3 separate regions of the Mus musculus genome follow, and regions 2 and 3 are each linked to region 1. A link is a contact called in public HiChIP or PLAC-seq and capture Hi-C data. All regions are on one chromosome and are shown on one strand. Each heading gives the region's core, a stretch centred on a gene start, on an enhancer-like site or on the middle of the called end of the contact. The rest is flanking DNA. Distances are from core to core; before and after follow the strand shown.

Evidence for each region. HiChIP or PLAC-seq counts read pairs in DNA pulled down with a chosen protein or histone mark. Capture Hi-C pulls out chosen DNA fragments and counts their contacts.
Region 2: a contact with region 1 is called in an H3K27ac HiChIP or PLAC-seq map of embryonic stem cells, with 3 times the contacts expected there. The contact joins the promoter of Sec14l4 here to the promoter of Uqcr10 in region 1. A contact is called at or near these places in 1 of 39 promoter capture datasets (embryonic stem cells), 1 of 115 datasets of contacts at active chromatin or transcription factors (embryonic stem cells) and 1 of 9 other capture datasets (macrophages).
Region 3: a capture Hi-C map of macrophages shows a contact between it and region 1, with 6 times the contacts expected there. The contact joins the promoter of Rnf215 here to the promoter of Uqcr10 in region 1. A contact is called at or near these places in 7 of 39 promoter capture datasets (the 3T3-L1 cell line, the SN4741 cell line, hematopoietic stem and progenitor cells and 3 more), 7 of 115 datasets of contacts at active chromatin or transcription factors (VIP interneurons, acute myeloid leukemia, bone marrow-derived macrophages and 3 more) and 4 of 9 other capture datasets (adipose tissue, embryonic stem cells, liver and 1 more).

Annotation. Positions count from the first base shown.
Region 1 is chr11:4,702,432-4,706,559 of GRCm38.p6, reverse strand. Uqcr10 (ubiquinol-cytochrome c reductase, complex III subunit X) reads left to right here and starts at 2,216. Exons shown (of 2, transcript NM_197979.3): 1 at 2,216-2,403. The coding sequence starts at 2,254. It overlaps Zmat5 (zinc finger, matrin type 5), which reads right to left and starts at 1,904. Exons shown (of 6, transcript NM_026015.3): 1 at 1,839-1,904.
Region 2 is chr11:4,029,855-4,033,982 of GRCm38.p6, reverse strand. Sec14l4 (SEC14-like lipid binding 4) reads right to left here and starts at 2,201. Exons shown (of 12, transcript NM_146013.1): 1 at 2,084-2,201. The coding sequence starts at 2,137.
Region 3 is chr11:4,133,354-4,137,481 of GRCm38.p6, reverse strand. Rnf215 (ring finger protein 215) reads right to left here and starts at 2,322. Exons shown (of 9, transcript NM_027859.3): 1 at 1,919-2,322; 2 at 1,525-1,668; 3 at 851-922; 4 at 685-770; 5 at 114-270. The coding sequence starts at 2,209.

The DNA of each region.
Region 1 (4,128 bases), core at 967-3,466:
ACCACTTCCTGGTAGGCCTAGAAATCAGTTCTGGGTTTAAATTGACTAAGTAATTAATTAAGAGGAAGAGGCTCATGTAGTCTAGGCTGGTCTCATACATAATGTAGCTGAAGATAACCTTGAACTTCTGTTCCTGCCTCCACCTCCCTCGTGCTGGGAGCATATAGTCCTATACCATCATGTCCAGTTTGAAGTCCTTATCCCAGGCTCACACTGGTCCTCTGAACCTCAGAATCATAGCCCCATTTGTTCTAGATGTTTCTACTTCATATCTAAGGGACAACTCACACAAAACACAACTTACAGAGCTTGAGATCATGTTAAGAGCATGTAATACTCTAACAGAGGACCTGAGTTTGGTTTTTAGCACCCACATTTGATAGCTCATAACCTCCAGCTCCAGCTCCAGGGGATGCTATACCCTCCTCTGGATTTCTGTGGGTACCGACATTCAGGAGCACATGTCACCCCCTAACCTCCCATACATATGCATAATTTAAAATAACCAAAACCAAATCTATAAACACACAATTTACAGGTCAGGCATGATAGTGCTTGTCTATAATTTTAGCCTTCCAGAGATAGCAGAGACAGGAGGATCACCAGGAGTTAAAAGTCAGGCTGATTTATGTAGCTGGTTCCAGGCAAGCCAGAGCAAGTGTAAAACCTTTTCTCCATACAAACAAACACAAACCATTTAGTCTCTGTAGTCAAATCTTAATTTATCTCTAGATGTTAATTCCTATTTTTGTTTCTTGGTTTGGTTTGGTTTTTCAGGACAGGGTTTCTTTGTGTAGCCCTGGTTGTCCTGGAATTTGTAAACCAGGCTGGTCTTGAACTCTGAGACCCACCTGCATCTGGAGTGCTGAGACTAAAGGCACCCACAACCGAGCCCACCTCTTAATTCTACCTTTCTTGCACACTTCTGCTAGCTTGCTCTGTCTATCCTACCTACCAAAATGCATCTCAAATCTGACCATTATTCTAAACCTCTCTACTCTAAATTACCTACCTCTGCAATTTCTTCTCTTCAGTTTTTGCTCTAGCAAGAAGTCAGAACGATAACATTAAAATGTAAATAGACCTCAAAGCATTCCAGCTTAAACCCATTCAGTGACTCCCTAGTGCAATTAGGAAAAGAATGACTCCTTACCCAGGACGGGATTCAAGGCCAGACTAGAGATGACTTCAGGCCACCTACTCATTAGAGGCCACTCTACACTTTCTCAAGCACCCCAGCAGTGCAGTTGCCTCTAGAAACATTATCCTGTTTACCCTGCTACAATATATTCAGTCCTCCATTAAGCGGCTACTCAGGTTTAAAGAGCAAGCAATCCGTCCAAGCATTTGGGTTTTCTCTTTTACAAAGTATTAGTTTCCAGAAGTGCTGGGCTTCCCCATCGCCCACGCACCACGGCCAGAGCGCTCCAGGAGAGCTGGGAACCTTTCTTTTACTGGGGATCATCTCAAGACCCCGAGGGGATACTCAGAAAAGTACGGTGCCTTTTACAACCAGGTCACCCATCTCCGAAGCCGGGGTTCTTGGCTTTAAAGCCTACGCTCTGGAGAACAGGAAGCAAGTGCAAAGCCACTTTCCCCCCTGAGACGTGGCTTAAGAGTTAGAACTGCAGGACCCGACTTTTGCCACCCCCAAACCTACATCTGGAGTAGGTTCAAAGGACGTTAGGCAGAGAGTCGAGATGCAGCCACAGAAACTCAGGTTCCCTGCCTCTGTATTCACTCCCCATGCCAGAAAAAGCGGATAGCGCGGACTTAGAATGAAATGCCTACTCTTCTGATTGGGAAAAGAGCCTAAAACTTGGACGCGGATGTCTCACCAAAGATACCTGGTTCCGGGCTCCTCCTCTTGAGTCCTCGCGTTGCGCTCTGCTCGCTGGGATTTGTAGTCCTTCCTAAGGTACCGAGAAGGCGGAATACGAAGGCGAGACAGCACTGGGGAAGATGGGTAAGCTAAGGGGCTTTCGGGACTTGTAGTTCAAAATAGCCAAACGCAGGAAATGGTTGAGGAGAAAAACTGAGAAATAAGTCTTATCAAATTTTGGTTGTGTGGAATATGAACATTGTAATAAACTGTTACCCTGTGCACATTATCAGTTTCTTTAATGGTTCAAAATGTCGACTCTGAGATACAGAGAAACTACAATTCCCATAAAGCAGGGCGCGTTGAAACTTTTGGAGCAAGACATTGGGTTCTACGCAAGCGCAGTGGCGCGAGTTCGGCAGTGAGGCAACATGTCGTCGCCGACGATCCCTTCGCGCCTGTACTCCTTGCTGTTCCGCAGAACTTCCACCTTTGCCCTCACCATCGCAGTGGGCGCCCTGTTCTTCGAGCGAGCCTTCGATCAGGGCGCAGACGCGATCTACGAGCACATCAACGAGGGGGTGAGGGCCTGGGCCATCCTGACCTTGGGCCCGCCTGAAGGGTGACTGGGAGGGAGGTAGGACGGAACTCAATCAAGTCTTACCAGGTCTGGGGTGAACTGTGCCCGTTAATACATCTATTTCTCTTGACATGGTGCGAGGCCTAATTGGTATGTCCTGTCACACAGTTCCACATATTCATTTGCGAAAGCTAACTCCTGACTCCTGAGACATCAGAGGACTTACGGGTCTGAACCACTCCATTAAGTCGGTGGTGAGTTGGAACTCCGACCCCTGCCGTCCTTGCTAGTTTCAAGGGCAGATTTCAGCAAGGCAGTCGTTAAAAGTAGGTCTCCTTAGACCATGTGGCTGACCTTTTAAAATTGATGTTTCAGTTCCGAAGGCCGCCCACGTAGGCTCTTTGGATTAAACGTGAAGACTATGAAACCTCAAGCCCTAACTGGCAATACTGGACTTAAAGCACTTAACCGTGGTATTGAATAAAGGTCATAGTGGATCAAAGATCCTGGGATACAGATGAGGTGCTACCGTTCATACTTAATGATACCACTGAAAGATAGCATCCTGGGAAAATGTGGGGATGAATATAAAGTAGGAAATGGCGAGCCCTCTTTGACTTAACTGTCCCACACTCTGTGCATGTTTTATGTCAAAGGTTGTGAGAGTATTGGGGAAGGTATGTTACTGATGGCCAGCATGTTCATCGACTGGTTTCTTTTTCTCGAGACAGGGTTTCTCTGTGTAGCTATTGCTGTCCCGGAGCTAGATGGTAGACAAGGCTTGGCCTTAGACTCACCCTCCTGCCTCTGCCACCTGAGTGTTGGGATTGTAGGCCTGAGCCACCACCGACCAGCTCCTTCACTGAGTGGCCTTCCTTCTTGCCTTCCTTCCTTTCTTACCTCTTTTGGTTTGTTTTTAAATTTTGTTGTTTTAATTTTATTTGCTTATGTTGTGTCTGCATGTACATCATCTGTGCTAGGAACTGGACGCAGGTCCTCTGGAAGAGCAACCAGAGTACCCTTAGCCACTGAGTCGTCTCTCCAGCCCCCTCAGGGCTCTCTGACCTGCTGCCCAGACAGGCTCTGTCTACTAGTTGCTGTATTTCCTCTGGTGGGGTAGCTTCCTGTCCATATGAAAGTGTTGCCACTCTGATCTTTTTTTTTTTTTTTTTTTAAGATTTATTTATTTAGTATATATAAGTACACTGTAGCTGTCTTCAGATACTCCAGAAGAGGGCATCAGATTTCGTTACGGATGGTTGTGAGCCACCACGTGGTTGCTGGGATTTGAACTCCGGACCTTTGGAAGAGCAGTCAGCGCTCTTAACCACTGAGCCATCTCGCCAGCCCCCACTCTGATCTTTTATAAGCATTTCCAAGTATCGAAAGTTGTCTTAAGTACACTGTCAGAATTCCCCCATTTTCCCGTGCTTCTAGGAATGGGAATTGTGTAACCACTTTAGGTCTGAAGAATAAAAAGTGACTCAATGTGAAATTTGGGGGTGGGGGTGGGGGAAGCATTTTCTAGGTGCTGTTTTTTAATAATGAAGAAACTGGGACGTTCTTGCAACCTATCTTACTGTCTTGTACAAGTGCTGGTTTCCCTTCCCACCTAGTGTGGTTAATGGAGTAGGAGTGATTTGTTATGTTGCTTTTTTGTGTGTTTTGGTTTGGATTTTGATTTTTCAGACAGGGTTTATCTGTGTAGTGGCTGTCTTAGAGCCCA
Region 2 (4,128 bases), core at 952-3,451, 670 kb after region 1:
TGAGACAAGGTCTTACTGTGTAAACCAGACTGGCCTGGAACTCAAAGAGGTCATCCTACCTCTGCCTCCCCAGGGTTGGGATTAACGGTGTATGCTACCACGCCAGGCTAATAATGATAATCCAGCAGAGGATGACATGGGACTGCATTTGGCTTTGCTTACACAATTAAAAATATGTGAAAAAAAAAAAAAGGCCAAACGTAAAGGTAGAAATTCCTACACTGTAGCAAGGGGAACATGAGCACTTGGGGCCTGATGATGCACGATGCCGGATACTAACATTTACAGCCTAACACCTAGAGGCCAGTCTGGAAATAACTGGTGCTCTGCAGTTTACTAAAGCCAGCCTCGGTGCAGCTGATGACCCTGCACAAGTAGCCTATGAGATGACTAAACTTCCAGTTAGCTGCTGTGACAGACCGGCCGACACCACCTGAGTTGGCATGGTCTCTTCTCTGGGATTATCACTGTGCAGCTGTGCATTTAACAACGTCTCCTTGGGCTGCAGAGATGGCTCAGCGGTTAAGAGAACTGACTGCTCTTCCAGAGGTCCTGAGTTTAATCCCCAGCAACCACGTGGTGGCTCACAACCATCTGTAATGGGATCTGATGCCCAATTCTGACATGCAGATAAAGTGCTCCTATACACAAATAAATAAATCTACAAACAAACAAACAAACAAACAGACCCCCCCCCCCAAAAAAAAAACAACTTCTCCTCTTTGGCCTTTTTGTTTTTTGGTAAATTCATAGCCGCCCCTCTCTGCCATTCCGTGTGATGTTCTCGGGTGCACACAAGCGGTAGGTTTGAAGCCTGGCTCCCAGCAGGCAAAGGGAGGATTCACACCAGAAAGCAGCTGCATCCTCAGGAGCCAAAGGAAATTTTGTCAGGGGTGGGGGTTGGAGGGTGTGAAAGGGGCCAGTGCCCTGTAAAAAACAAAGCTATACCTATCCTCCCCTCCAGGTGACTTCTAACTCAGCCTGGAGAGAAGCCACCTTACAGTGCCACACTGAAGACTGTGTGTCTGAAGTGTGACCACAGTGGCCCACCCTAGCTCAGGAGGACTCTGGAAGGAAGTGATCCGGGGCAAGGCAGTACAGAGCTCTGGGCCGTCCTTAGCCTCCCCCTCCTTCCTCCTTTCTCTTCCTATATGTTTTAACATAGCAAGCATTTGTTACTTTTAGTTAGTGGAGAAAGTAGGAGTGGCTGGTGGGGTTCTCTATCATAGTCCACTCCCAGAGACCATGTTTCCAGTTCCAAAAGAACTCAGGAGGCACCGGGTGCCTTCTGAGACCATCAGCCCTGGGAGTCTCATCAGAGGGTCCTTCCTGTTCCACTAAGGACCCCTTAATGGCTGAATCTCCAGGTCCCCTCCTTCACCCAGGATTCTCATGTCTCCCTGTAAGGTTCTTCCGCATGGGAGACACTACAAAACAAGCCGTTCATCTCTTGTTCCTTGAGACAGTGTCACTAAATTCAGGCTGGCCTTGAACCCACAATCTTCTGGTCTTTGTCTCGCAAGGCTTGGGATTCCAGACTTAAACACCTTCAGTACCTGTCACAATTCTTAAGCTTCCCCTTCAAACGAGGTTGAATGAGAACCTGGATGGGACTCCCCTTCCTCATAGCCTTTCCCTTCTCCAGGTACAGCCTGCAGGAGGCTCTCAAAAATCAGACCCCTAGCCCCTCTATTTCTCTGTCATAATTAAAAGTAAACAAGTAAGTCTGATAGGGAGAAGACTGGGAACCCGAGCAACAGAAACCAAACCAAACACTGTTGCAATCTGGCAGGGATCTCCTAATCTGCCTGGCAGAAGTCACTGGCCTGGGAACAGAGGCCAGGGATGGGTGGTGGGAGCTGTGCTGGAAGGCTAAACTTGCAAACACACACACGCACACGCACACACGCGCACGCACACACACCGGCAGTTGCTCAGAGGTAGAGAGAGGTCCTAGCCCAGGTGTGCGCGGGAGGCGCTGGCTTCGCCAACCAGTCCCTGCATAAAGCTGTAGCCAATGCGGGCCGCTTGGGTTCTGCTTGGCTCCCGTGCCTTCCCTCCCGCCTCACCCCTCACCCCTTACCCTGGCCAGAGCCTCCTGCTGCTGCGGGCTCAGGTCCCCGACTTGTCCTCTCATGGTGCTCTCTGCTAGGCCTCAGCTGCTGCCACCTTCACAGGGCTTTACTTAGCAGGTCTGCTGCTGATCCCGCCCCAAGGGAGGCCCGCCCCAAGGGAGAATCCCTGTTCCTGCCCCGCCCTACCCAGTGCTCCCCTGTTTTTGTTTTTCTTTTGTTTTGTCTGCCCCAGGTCATCAAGCCTACCTTAAGGGGACAGAGAGGTGACCAGATCTCAAGAGGTGTCCTGAGAGTCTGAGGTAGCAAGTGGCCCTCACCTCCAGGTCTTCACGCGCTTTCAGGGGGTGGGACTGTAGGTGTGTGGGGAGTGGGTGTTAAGAAAGTGCTCACCTAAGGACAGGTACGTGGAGCACACACTTCCGGAGCCAAGTGGGAGTTGAAAATGTCACCACTTCTGAGTCCTTTTGCCCAAGGAGAGCCCAGCCCCCCTCCCCCGACCTTGAACACAGGCTGCGCTCCACAAATGTTTGCTGGCCAGGAGAGCCCTTATTTGCCAAATGGCTCCAGACCTCTAGAAGTTAGGAGGGATTAGGTAAGACCATGTCTCCTGTGTTAGCAGAATGCCTGGCACGGCACACACAGTTTCAACACTCTATGAAGGCCGTCAGCTCAGGCGGGAACTACAGGATGGCCCAGGGGTGAGCCTCTGGGAGGTAGAGGGTGGGAGGCAGCCACACTGAGTAGGCTGACCTCTCTGGGTAGGATGAGAAAACACAGGCTGCCTTGGCATGAATTTTCTGCAAAGCAGGTGGCACCTGAGCAGGGAGGAGATAGTGAAACAGGCCACTGACACCTTTCCCCTCTGTCGTCCCATGGATCAAATTAAGTTTTAGGTAGGGGGTGACCAAGCAAGGGCTCACTGTCCTTTGGACTATTGTCTGTTGGAGATGTGGTTGGTCAGGAACAAGTATGGCCTGTGCTAGGTAGAAACGGCAAATCAGATTTCAATGACTTAGCACCAGAAACAGTAACTATTTTATTCAGTTTTCCTACTGATACATGTATGTTCATATTATAACTTCAGATATTCTGAAATATACAAAATACACTTTTAAAAAAAGACAGGGTTCTTACGTAGGCCAAGATGTTTCAGACTCACTGTGTAACCACGGAGAATCTTGAACTCTTGATCTTTCGGCTTCCACCTCCCCAGTGAAGGGATTACAGGCAGGGGCCATCAAGTCTGGTATTCTGGGTAATTTTATATAAACTTGACACAAGCTAAAGTTATCAGAAAGGAGGGAGCACCTTTGAGAAAGCCTCCATCAGATTAGGCTACTGGCAAATCTATAGAACATTTTCTTTTTCTTTTTTTCTTTTTTTGAGACAGGGTTTCTCTGTGTAGCCCTGGCTGTCCTAGAACTCACTTTGTAGACCAGGCTGGCCTCAAACTCAGAAATCTGCCTGCCTCTGCCTCCCGAGTGCTGGGATTAAAGGCATTACCACCATGCCCGGCAGGACATTTTCTTAATTAGTGATCGATGAAGGGATGGCCCACCCCCTTGTAGGTGGTGACAGCCCTGGGCTGGTGGTCCTGGGCTCTATAAGAAAGCAGGCTGAGCAATCCAGAGCAAGTGAGCAGTCAGCAGCATCCGCCCATGGCCTCTGCACCAGCTCCTGCCTCCAGGCTCCTGCCCTGTGTGAGTTTCTGTCCTGACTTCCTTGAACAGCAGTGTGGAAGTGTAAGCTGAATAAACCCTTTCCCTCCCCAAGCTACCTTGGTCATGCTGTTGTGTCTCAGCGACAGTAGCCCTAACTGGGACACCTGGTTTATATGGCTCTGGAGCTGGAACACAGGACAAGCCTTCTACAGGCTGAGCTATTCCTCAGATGAAAGGACTCAGGGTGGACTCGCACAAAGTGCATTTATTTTATTTTTTCATAGTTTTTATTTTTTGAAACAGGGTCTCACTACGCAGCCCTTGCCAACCTGGAACTCACTGTGTAGACCAGGCTGACCTTAAACCCAGAGATCCTCCTGCCTCTGCCTCGT
Region 3 (4,128 bases), core at 1,073-3,572, 570 kb after region 1:
GCCCACCACCTAGGCCAACTGTCATGGCACTGCTAATCATCTACTACTACATGATCCACTCTAAGTAATCAGCCGAATGTATGTAGGGCTGTCCTAGGATCCATTGGGCCTACCTGCTCCTGGGCCTGAGCACCTCCCAGGCACACCAAGTCCTGCCAGCCTCCGTAGCCATCCTTGGAGAGACCACAGGTGGTCCACAATGTCAGCTTCCACTCGATGTTGGCTGAAAGGGACTCTCCACTGCTGATCTCAGCAGTAGCCTGGGTCCTCCTGAGAGGAGAGTCATGGGTGGGAAGCAGACAGAAGGCCTTTGGGAAGGGAGGCCTACACTCATCCTCTTGCAGTGGATACACAAGGACACTGTTGCCATAGGCCTTCTGATTTGGCTCCCAGACTTTTCCTGGCTGCTCTTTGCCCGTGTTTTTACGCAGCCAGACCAAGGAATAGCCTGTCAGCCAGGCATCCAGCTTCCTCATGCTGGACTAGTCCCCTCTGCCCATAGGGCAGCTCTTTTCCCAGATCTTGCCTCTCCTTCCCATGCCATCCCCCAGTTTCAACCTTAGGAGTTTAAGGGCCAACAGGTAAGGGCCTTCTTCAGAGATAGTCTCCTCCCCTAGAGCCCATCGAAAAGCAAGAGACCCACAGCACTCAGGCATCAGACCACCCAGAACAAACGGAACTCACTGCAGAAGGGCCTCCAACAGCTTGGTGACATTGGAGGAGTAATGGAGAACAATCACTGGCCTCAGCAGAAGCTGGGATACATCCAGCTGCAGGAGACAGGCAGGGTCAGCAGGCTTCCGGCCCCTGTCCCCTCACCTGCTCACCCTCACAGTCCAAGCCAGGTTACCTCTCGGACCACACTGTGGTTTAAGATGAGGAGAAGCAGGGCAGAGGCTCCCAGGAAAAGGGCTCGACGCATCTGCAAGGGAAGACGGAAGGTGGGAGGCTGTCACACACCTGCCTTACCCACGGCCCCAGCTCTCAGGAGCCCGACATCTGGATAGACTAGCTATAAGCTCCCTGAAGTCAAGCCAAAGCTAAGGGATGGTTTTGGAGGCCGAAGAGATAATGACAGCCAAAGGCAACACACGATGGTTGTGGACTAAGGCAATATTTAGTTATGGAACATAGATCACAACATTTTATAGATGCTAACTTTCCTACACCATAGTTACATAAAGAATATTCTTGATTTTAAGAAATTTGTACATTATCATGTGTGTGAGAAACTTATGCTCCTTTCATTCTGTAGGATCCAAAATTCTTTTCATTGGCCCTAGTCCTAGCAAAGCAGCTCTCCACCCTTGCCAGCTCCTATCACCAGAGCAGGTCCACTTTCCCCAGCAAGTCTCTCCACCTCCTCCCCATCACACTGCTTTGATGCTCCATACTGGTGTTTGCTGACCCACTCGGGCCCAGGGCTTCTCTGGAAAGGCTCCTCATAGGCCACCTGTTAGCCTGGCTCTAGCAGATGTTTCGAATGCATTTTCTTTCTCCCCTTCCCTCAAACACCCTTTGCACCTGCTGGACCAGAGCCTTGGGATATGCCTTCTGGCTACTGCCTTGATTCTCTTGGTGGAACTGGGCGACCTGCTCTTTGCCCACATATGCCACTGCAATCCAGCCATCTACGGGTATCTCTTGCTCAGCATCCACGACATCCATCTGTGTAACGAGGAGCCATGAAAAGAAGGAGGCAAGGGGAATAGAAGAGGCAGCCCGGGTCTGCCACAAAGCACGCAAGGTCAGGGTACGGGTACGGGAATGAGTGTGGAAGGGGCATGTGGCTGTCAGGTTTGCCAACTCCTGAAGGCTGGGAAGTAGTAGCATTCTGGGCTGTCAAGGGCTAGCTTCTGGATGAAGACAGCGGGGTCTATCCGAGGGTCATGGCAAGTTTAGGCGGGGCTGAGCTCACCAGCAGCAGGCGGCCACCCAGCAGAGGTTCCGGACCGTCTTCCGGACCGATTCTGACGCCCTCCAAAACCAAGGCGTCCTGCCGCGGCAGTTTCACATCCACTCGCACTGAGCGGGCTCCGCCCCGTCCCTCCCCGGTCGCCGGCTCGCTGCCGTCCGCCGCCGCTCCCGGGCCCATCAGGCCCAGCCACAAAGGCAGCAGAGGCAGCAGTAGCAGCAGCGGCGACGGCGGCGATGGGGGAGGGGGCGGCAACGAAGGCGACCTCAGCGCGGGGCGATCGGCAGAGCCCATGATCCGACCGGAGAGGTGGCGAGGCCGTAGTCTAAGGTCCCGGGGACCGGGAGAACAGAGTGAGCCAGGCCGCGCCGGACAGGGCGGGGCTCGGCACCGGGAGGGGCGGGGCCGCAGCCGGAGGGGGCGGTGCGGGGAGGGGGGGGCTGAGTTGGTGCTTGACAGCGAGAGCGCCTCCTGGTGGCTCCTGAGAAACCTAATGTAGGAGGCCTGAGGAGCTGCGATGGAGCAAATACCTTAGAGCCTTGGAGAGCTCACCAAGTTGTCTGTCAGTGGAGATAGGTGCGGTTGTCTCAGGATTGGAGAAATGTAGGGGCGAGGGAGGTATAAGGGTCTGGGCTGATTGACCTACGGTGTTGTCAAGGCTATGTCTCATCCTCCTCTGGGTCAGTGTTCTTTCATGGGATCAGCGAGCAGGCTGCAGAGAATCACAGAAAGCAGATGGGGAGACTGAGGCCATGGTTTTAAAGGAGCAGGGAGGAGGGCTGGGCACACGAAGCTGTACAAACCAGGCAGAGCCATAGTGGCACGGAGCACTGGGCTGTCCTCGCCTGTAAAATGGACTTGATCTAAACCTGCACTGCCTTGCTTCTAACATGATCGCCAGTGCTTACTGGAATGAGAAGGTTCCGCTTTTGTCCGAAAATTTGTCCTTCAGCCCAGAGGTTTGTGGTTGCTGGTAGCTGGCTCAATCTGAAACCTGAGCCTTTTACAAATTGTACCCTGATAAAAGGGCAAAGAGCTAATGAGCTGCAACACCCCCTCCCACTTTGTAATAAAATATTAAAATCTACAGAAAATAGAAACCTGGTTAGCCACCAGGATGCAATGACTAAAATATTCCCAGAAGGAGACAGAGATGTAGAGAAGAAGCTCGGCTGGCCTGCAAACAGGGAATTGACATAAAATCAGTCAGCACATATGTAAAATTGGTTGTCAGAGGAGGTATTGCACTTGGGGACCTGGGAGGAGGTGCTATGGCTTGCTCTTTGCTAAATCACAACAAAGTTAGGTACCACCGGGAAAAGACGTGAAATTGGACCCCTACTGCACCGTGCATAAGGAAAACCATGTGAATTAAAGACTCAAATACAACTTTAACATTTTAATAGAGAACACGATTTTGATGATTTCAAGTGCTTGAGAGCTGTTTGTTTGTTTTTTTGGTCTTGTTTTTTTTGTTTGTTTGTTTTTGTTTTTGTTTTTTTGTTTTTTCAAGACAGAGTTTCTCTGTGTAGCCCTGGCTGTCCTGGAGCTCACTTTGTAGACCAGGCTGACCTCCGACTCAGAAATTTTCCTGCCTCTGCCCCCCAAGTGCTGGGATTAAAGGTGTGCGCCACCACACCCGGCTTGTTTGTTTTTAATGACAGAAAAACTACATTATGATGGGCATGCCTGTAATCCCAGCACTTGGGAGGGTAAAGCAGGAGTTTGAGACCAGCCTATTATACAGTGAGACCCTCTTTAAAAAAAAAAAAAGATGTTAAATGACGTGTGTAGCAACTGGAGAGATGGATCAGTAATTAGAGCACTGGCTGCTCTTTCAGAAGATCTGGGTTTAATTCCCAGCACCCACATGGACTGCGAGTTCACAATTGCTTGAGAGTCTCAGAGGATCTGTCGCCCTCTTCTGGCCATTGTAGGCTACTGCATGTGTATGGTACACTTCATGCCTGTGCAGCAGGCCAACACTCATAGAATAAAATAAAAATGAAAAAAGTTCTTACATAGAAAATAGGGTTGGTAGGATGTCTCAGTGGGTAAAGCCTGGTGACCTGAGGGCCTGTGTTTTATCCCTGGGACTCATATGACAGAAGAAGAGAGCCAACTCCTGCAGTGTCCTTTGGCCTTCACCCATGACTTGACATTCCCCCACTCACATCCATATTTTGACGTACATTTCCACACATGTGCCATGA